Regions from separate parts of the Mus musculus genome. Here region 2 is linked to region 1. Evidence: chromatin contacts called from public targeted proximity ligation data. All regions are on one chromosome and are shown on one strand. The core of a region is the stretch at or near the end of the contact, and the rest is flanking DNA. Distances in the headings are between cores, read along the strand shown. Region 1 has its middle 32 kb from the start of Gm36419. Region 2 holds the start of Papss2 (3'-phosphoadenosine 5'-phosphosulfate synthase 2).

Region 1 (3,801 bases), core at 607-3,106:
TTGTGCTTTTTTTTAAAAATAAATTTATTAGTTTATCGAGAATTTCATACATGTATCTTGTGATTTGCGCCCACCTCCCTCCTCACTTCTGTATCCTGTGTTGAAAAAAAATAGTAATTTGTGTTGCTCAAATACTCTTGGGTTTGAGGTCTAGCCTGGAGCATAGTTGACTCACCAGGTCAACTTAAAAAACACTTACTCTGGCTCCCAGAAGCTAGCAATTACCAATAGCCCCTCATCTCCAGGTAGGACTTCTTACCAGCTTTCCTGCTCTATACTGGGATTTTCTCTGGCTTGAGTTTACACAGGTCTGTGCAGCTATTCTAACCACTGTGAGGTCACATGAGCGACCTCTGGCTCTTCCAACCTGTCGAGCCCCTTTTCTGTGGAAATCCCTGAGTCTTGCATAGAAGAGTAAGATCTGGATATTCCAATTGGGACTGAGCACTCTGCAGCCTCCTAGTTAACCAGTTATGGGTCTGTGTGTGTTAACTGCCATCGACTAAAAGATGCTTCGCTGTCAAAGGCTGAGAGATACACTAGCCTTCTTCTCAGTACCTGTCCATAAGGACCACCAGAAGCAATTTGCTTTCAGTTGGCAAGGCCAACAGTATACCTTCACAGTTTTGCCTCAAGGATATATTAACTCTCCTGCCCTGTGTCATAATTTAGTTAGAAGGGATCTTGATCGTTTGGATCTTCCACAAAACATCACATTGGTGCACTATATTGATGACATTATGCTGATTGGACCAAGTGAGCAGGAAGTAGCAACCACTTTGGACTCATTGGTAACACATATGCGTATCAGAGGATGGGAAATAAATCCAACCAAAATTCAAGGACCATCTACCTCAGTGAAATTCTTAGGAGTCCAGTGGTGTGGGGCATGCAGAGATATTCCTTCTAAGGTGAAAGATAAGTTATTGCACCTGGCCCCTCCTACAACCAAGAAAGAAGCACAACGTTTAGTGGGTCTATTTGGATTCTGGAGACAACACATCCCTCACTTGGGTGTGTTACTTAGGCCTATTTACCAAGTGACTCGGAAAGGGTCTGGCTACAATAAGTCATTAGGAGTCACTTCATTTCCATTTAGCAGAATAATAATAATAAGAGGTTCTCCCCCTCGTATGTATAGCCACAGGTTCTTGGCCTTTTCTGTGTGCAGCAGATCTTAAGTCCAATCAGAAAATATCTGGCCACTCCCGTGACACTTGTACCACAAGCTTCCAGCATAATCTGTTGCCTCCACCCATGTTTAGTAAGAATAAACTTTATAGACTGAAGGAGATATACAGCGTCTATAACAGTCAGATATTCTATCCTGAAGTGTCAGTGCTCCATGACATGTTGAAAAAGCTCTAAAGGAGCTCACCAAGTCTCCAGTGCTTCTGTTCTTTTACTGATACAAATTCCCAACCTCTCGACAGTGAGTTCTTAGGATTTGCTGTTCTGGACCTAGTGCAGAGTTGGCAAATTCAGGCAATGAAGCTAGCTGCAGAACCCTGGGGTTATGTGTGCTTTATATTTCTTAGTGGGTTTAAGCACTCTGCAGGCTATGTTGCTGTTCCACTTTATGAAGGAGGAGAATGAGGTACAGAGAGGTGAAGGAACTAAGTGAAGGACACCCCAAGATTTAAATGCAGAGTCCGGCTTCTCAGTCCATGCGCATCGTGGCTTTGACCCAGCCTCTATACAGGCAGTCCATTTTAAACATTTTAAGCAGAATAAAATGATCACCAGCTTGCAATCATTTATGGAAAAGTAATTCTGCATAAGCGAAGGAGGAGCTTAGGCAACTGTGCAAAACAGATCAGTTTTGAAGTCTTTGATGATTTATGTTTTCATAGACATCCAACCACAGGCATTCTCTCACACCTGAGGTATGTTTCCTGAGAGTCAGACCACTGGGGGAGCACACCATCTGTGTTTAACCATTTAAAGGACTGCCAAGCTGTTTCTCAAGGATGTTGAACAAGTTGACGACCCCATCAACCAGTGTAGGAAGATTCCAATTCTCTGTGGTCATACTCATCACTGTTGGCCTTTAAAAAAATTATGAATCTCCCAGTGATTGTGACGTGGTATCTTGTGGGGGTTTTCCCTTTGATTTTTTCCCCCTCCTGATTATCAAGGTTAAGTATCTTCTTGTGTGCTCCTTGGCCATTGGTACTGATTCTTGGGAGAGCTTTCTGTCACTATTTCTTACCTGTTTCAAGTTTTCCTCTTGTGGGAAAAGCTGTAGCGATGCCACCCATACCTCACCACAGTTTACAACCTCCAGGAAGTGGTAAACGGGGTTTGTAAAGCATGTGATCTTGGCATTATTAACATCTTAGTTTTCCGAGTTCATGACTTCAATAAAGACCCCAGGAATTCAAAGTTCATTGCAGATGGATTGGTCTTAGATCTAAGAGGGTTTATATATTCAAGATACCACTGAGCCTTTGGGGCTTTATTTCAGGGCTATAACTCAGGATGAGGGTCATTCACAGAATATCAGGTGAAAGATCTGAGGAGAGAAACAAGGAAATTGTGGAGCTCAGGGCCTTTGAAAACCACCAAATGTTAATCTACCGATATGGGTGGCCTTGATCTCTGAAAGTTCTGGGACATACCAGAGTCTTGGTTAAAGATGTCCATCAGCCACCCAGTCCTATCTCATGTTCCTAGATATATAGGTAGCAGGGCTGTGAATGAGGAAGCCATGAAGTGAGTTGGTTAAGCACTGAGGCCGTGCCAACTTCATAGCTTTGAACTCCACACTGGCTGTTGACTTGCAGCTTATGAATCCTGCCATTCACTTTACTGCTGTGAGCGTCAGGCAAGCTCTGGTGAGATAGAGAGGAGTTCACTGGAGTATAATGGGGATCATGGTAAAGGCTGGTTTCTAAGGGTGGAATTCATGCACTGTCAATCGTAACCTTGAAAATTCTTCAAGTTCAAAGGCAAGTACATTCCAAGTGTGCAGTTTGATGCAGACAATGCTAAACAGGGTTTCCTTGGATGCCGCTCCCTTGTTCATTATCCCCATTGCCTTCTTCTATGAACACTCTCACACCTCTGGCAGAAATAAAGTTTAGGCAGTCAGACCTTTGCCATCACTTTTCCAGTCTTGCTGAAGGTTTCAGTCCACAAGGGAGGTTGCTCTCACGTTTGGCTGTATCTGCTGTTCATCCCAGGCTCATCCGGTGACTCGTAGGGCAAGCTCACAACACTTTAACTCTTCCTCTTTTGTTTTAAGCACTCATGTAGGATTCTTGCAAGTTAGGTGTGCACATGCCGGTTCTCCTCTGTGAGATGCATAAACTATTTATGTGTCCTGTAAATCCTCGTCAAAGGCTTCTCAACATGTGCTCGTTATGCCCAAACACCCAAATCTAAGCTGCTTGGTTGACTGAGGTGGTAACCTCCAAGATTTCTCTTCTGAGAGAAGAGCAGAGTGCCCATGGGCAGCATCTAGTACGCAACTCTGCTTGCTCCTGTGTTGGCCTCGCCCACAGCCACTGTTTTGGAAGCCTTCCCAGATCTGCTCCACCTAGCCTAGCACTCGGTACACAGAGCCTGATAGTCAGGCCAGAGGTCAGCGGGTGGCTGGGAAAAGAGTTCATTTAAACCAAACTCCACCAGAGCTTCAGGGTCTACTCTCAGCAGTAGCAAGGGTGAGAGGCAAGAATATAGCATCTTCTTCCTTACTGTCTTCTGGAGCAGAGAGAGTAGGAAGATGCAGGCACCATCAGCCAGGAAGACCTGGGCATTTGGAGCTTCACTGGCAACACAAGGTGGCCATTAGTGTGG
Region 2 (3,801 bases), core at 914-3,413, 45 kb before region 1:
CAGTGTTCAGGCAAGCACAGTGCTAGGAAACACTGGCTAATATGCCCAAACGTAGGTCACAAGCAGTTGTTTCCTGACACACCTGTCTGCCTTTGAATTCATGCGCCTGAAATACAGTAGTACTTCTGGTTTACCCAATAGAGGGCTGGAGAGAGGTCTCAGCAGTGGAAGGTACTTGCTGTATAATAATGAGACCTAGAATTCAGATCCCAGCATCCTCTAACAAGGCAGGCATCCAGCAAACACCCATAACTGTGGCTCCCAGGAATCCACTACTCCCTGCTGGCTTCCACATGTGCACAGATGTGCACCTTACACACACACACACACACACACACACATGCATGTATACTTATGTACACATACACACAAATAAAATTTATGAGTTGGGAGGGGGTATGTTGGGGTAATATGGGAGGAGTTGGAGGGAGAGGTGAGGGGTAGATATGGTCATACTTCATTGTTTACATATATAAATTTCTCAAAAATAAATATTTTATTTTTAGAGATATATTTATTTTTATTTTTTGTGTATGAGTGTTTTGTCTGTCTGTCTGTAAGTGTACCATGTATATGCCTGGTGTCTGTGTGCTGTGGACGGGCCTGGTGCAGTTCTTGTGAACCAATCCCCTAATGAATAAAGGAGCCAATCACTGGGCAAGTAGGAGGGACTTCTGGGTTGGAGGGCGGAAGGAAAAAGGCAGGAGATAGTTCCTTTTTGGAATGGGGACAACATCAGGGTGAGATGTAACTGCTAGAGTTTCCCATTATCATGGAGGATCCACAAGGATTCACCACTGGAGGAATCGGATTATAATAAGGCTTACAAGATTAGGTTTCAGTTGTTGCGTCCAGAGTTAAGTTACCATTGTTCCTGAACTTAGTTTGTGTTGGCGGTTTCCTTCATGTGGTGGCTCATCTGGGTTCAAAGAGTAGCAAAGAGTGGGTCTGCACCTGATGTGTACCACAAAGGTCGTGGGGAGGGGGGGCGGGGAGGGAGAGTTGAAGCGTGGGGCTGGCGTGGTAACGACCAGCCAGTAGAAACTTAGCGAGCTGGGTGGAATGTTTTGGGAGCTCAAGGCCAGAGAGTCTCCACGAAATAAAACAGGTCGGCCATTGCCTGCCAGTGCATGGCCAACCAGGCAGCTGGGGCGAGCCGGTCGTTTTTTAATATTTCCCGCAACACACAGGCCTGAAGAGAGTGTCAGATGACCTGGAACTGGAGTTACAGACAGTTGTAAGCTCACATGTGGATGCTGGGGACAGAATCCAGGACCTGAACCTCTGAGATGTTTCTCCAGGCTAAGAAATATTTTAAAGTGTGTTTAGTTGTAGATTTGAATACAGTTTATGGCTAAAAACCTGAGACAGGTGATTTATATATGTCCAAACTCAGCAAAAGAAACACATCTAATATCAAACATTTGTATAATAATTATATTTCAATTAAGCTGCTGTAAAAATTAGTGTGTTATATCAAATAAATAATATTAAACAAAATTTAAACTTCAGAGAGGAATCTAAATTAATTGTGATAAGACTACTATTATTTAACCACTATTTAATCCTGGCTATTCACTTCTTACTGAAGTAGGAATGACCTGTTTGGTAATTAAATTGTTTACTTACATGATCTTGTTTTATTAAGTAAACTAACCAGTTACAAACCTAAATATACCACCAGTTACATTACCTTTTCGTATATATAACTTTGTGTTTATACCTTGGTTATAGAATCATACTATTTTTAAGCTACTTTATCCCTTTAAAATTAAAAAATAAAAATTATTAAGCACCAGCTATTTACTAAGAATTGTAATAATTTGGAGTGTCAGAAGGCAGCCCAGACACACAACCAGTAAGGCCACTGCTGAAGCTTTCTACTATACCAGCAGGAAGTCTGCAACAAAAACTGTTGAGACCATAGCAGCAAAACGTCAGACACCTGGATAAAGTTGCCAGATTTCAAGGGCTTACTTACTCTTTTATGGTTCATTTTGAAATTTGCAGACATGATAATTCTTCAGAGTTTAGGTAACTTCCTCCAAGACATGATATCTGATGTTGAGAATACTCGGTTACAAACTGGCTTTGCTGGCCATTGGGGTGAATGAATGAGCTGCAGAGTCTGTGAAGGTCTGTGAGGTGGGTGTGAATGGGAATGGGGAAGAGAAGGCAACCTCACACTCCAGAACCCTGAATTCAGACTTTCTACTGCAGCACCCTCCCCCTCTATCAACCAATGAGCAAGGACTCTTTTTTTTTTTTTTTTTTTTTTTGGAACCCTGCCATTCCTCTTCTGGCTGGCACAACTCACAAATTCTAGTGTGGAAGGAAAGGCCAATGATCTACGGAGGTCAGCCTGCACACTTTAATAAACTGCTTGGAGAAAAACAATAACTAAAACATACCTACACATATATACCTAATCACCTCTGTTATTAATTTTTTTAAATCTATACTGGAATCTATAAAGGAATAAATTATTCCTTATTTTCTAGCTCAGGAAGTACGGACCATGATGTCCTCTGGGTGCCTACCCAGCATGTAGTTTTGATGGGATAAGGTGTGGGCTCCTGACAGGCAGAGGCAGTGCCCCATGAGTTCTTGTCATTATACCAAGCCAACAGGACATTGGTAGAATTAAAAAACTTCCTGAAATGCCCAAGGAAAGACACAAGAGCAGAGAACCTCATATCATATGGTAAATGGACAGATGGTGACATGTTCATAGCTCTTCGCTTATATCCCAGAGACTTCTTGATGTCCCCATCTGAGTGTCTCTGGATGACAAAACACAGAGAAAAAAAAAAAAACCAACAACCCGTGCTTTTCTGAAGATTTTATAGACAAAGCAAAACAAAACAAAATATGAACTTGGCATTTCTTTTCCTAAAAACATTAAAATGAAGGTGCCACATGGGTCGAGGAGATTCCTCAATCAAGAGAACAAACTGAAACAAGACAAAATGTCCTTAGGTTTCTTCATTCGCCTGTGGTAAAGATGGAACCAGACAGAAAGAGCAAAGATGCCATGGCCTAAAGACATGCTCGTCTCCTGCCAGTTCAACTTTCAGCTATGCTTTGAAAATGGGAAACCCTGCCTGAGTCTGCAAAGGATTTCTGGGGATTTAGAAATATTGGTTAAACAAATGGAGCCATTTGGGAACCTTTAAACAGAAAACATGACTCCAGGACAAGGCTTTAGTGACAACTGTGATTGTATATGCTCGTTCCTTTTAGAAGGTGTGACCCTGTTGGAGTGGGTGTGTCACTGTGGGTGTGGGCTTTAAGACCCTCATCCTAGCTGCCTGGAAGCCAGTATTCTGCTAGCTGCCTTCAGATGAAGACATAGAACTCTCAGCTCCTCCTGCACTGTGCCTTCCTGGATGCTACCATATTTCTGCCTTGATAATAGACTAAACCTTTGAACCTATAAGCCAGCCTGAATCAAATGTCCTTATAAGAAGTGCCTTGGTCATGGTGTCTGTTCACAGCAGTAAACCCTAACTAAGACCCAAGGTTAGATATGAGTTTGTGGAAGCTAGATTTCTTTCTTCATTGAGCTACCAAAACCTCATACTTGAATCCTTTTAGTTCATGCCTCTAATCTTAACACCCAGGAAGCTGAGGCAGAAGGATTGCTATGAGTTTGAGGCCAGTGTGATTGACAGAGTGAGACTTGGTGAAATAACGCAAAACCAACCACACAAATCAAAACAAAGAAACAAGCAGAAATGATGGAAACAGCAAGCACCCAACTGTCAATCAACAAAAAAACCATGGAGATAAACCATGATG

What was found.
Region 2: a contact with region 1 is called in a targeted proximity ligation map of CD8 T cells, with 7 read pairs. A contact is called at or near these places in 2 of 39 promoter capture datasets (3T3-L1-derived adipocytes and hematopoietic stem and progenitor cells), 2 of 484 Hi-C or Micro-C datasets (embryonic stem cells and liver), 4 of 130 datasets of targeted methods (CD8 T cells, the NIH/3T3 cell line and embryonic stem cells) and 2 of 9 other capture datasets (adipose tissue and liver).

The regions. Positions count from the first base shown.
Region 1 is chr19:32,573,181-32,576,981 of GRCm38.p6, reverse strand. No RefSeq gene overlaps it. Among named protein-coding and RNA genes, the nearest start is that of Gm36419, 32 kb to the right of the region's middle.
Region 2 is chr19:32,618,367-32,622,167 of GRCm38.p6, reverse strand. Papss2 (3'-phosphoadenosine 5'-phosphosulfate synthase 2) reads right to left here and starts at 2,163. Exons shown (of 13, transcript NM_011864.3): 1 at 1,982-2,163. The coding sequence starts at 2,014.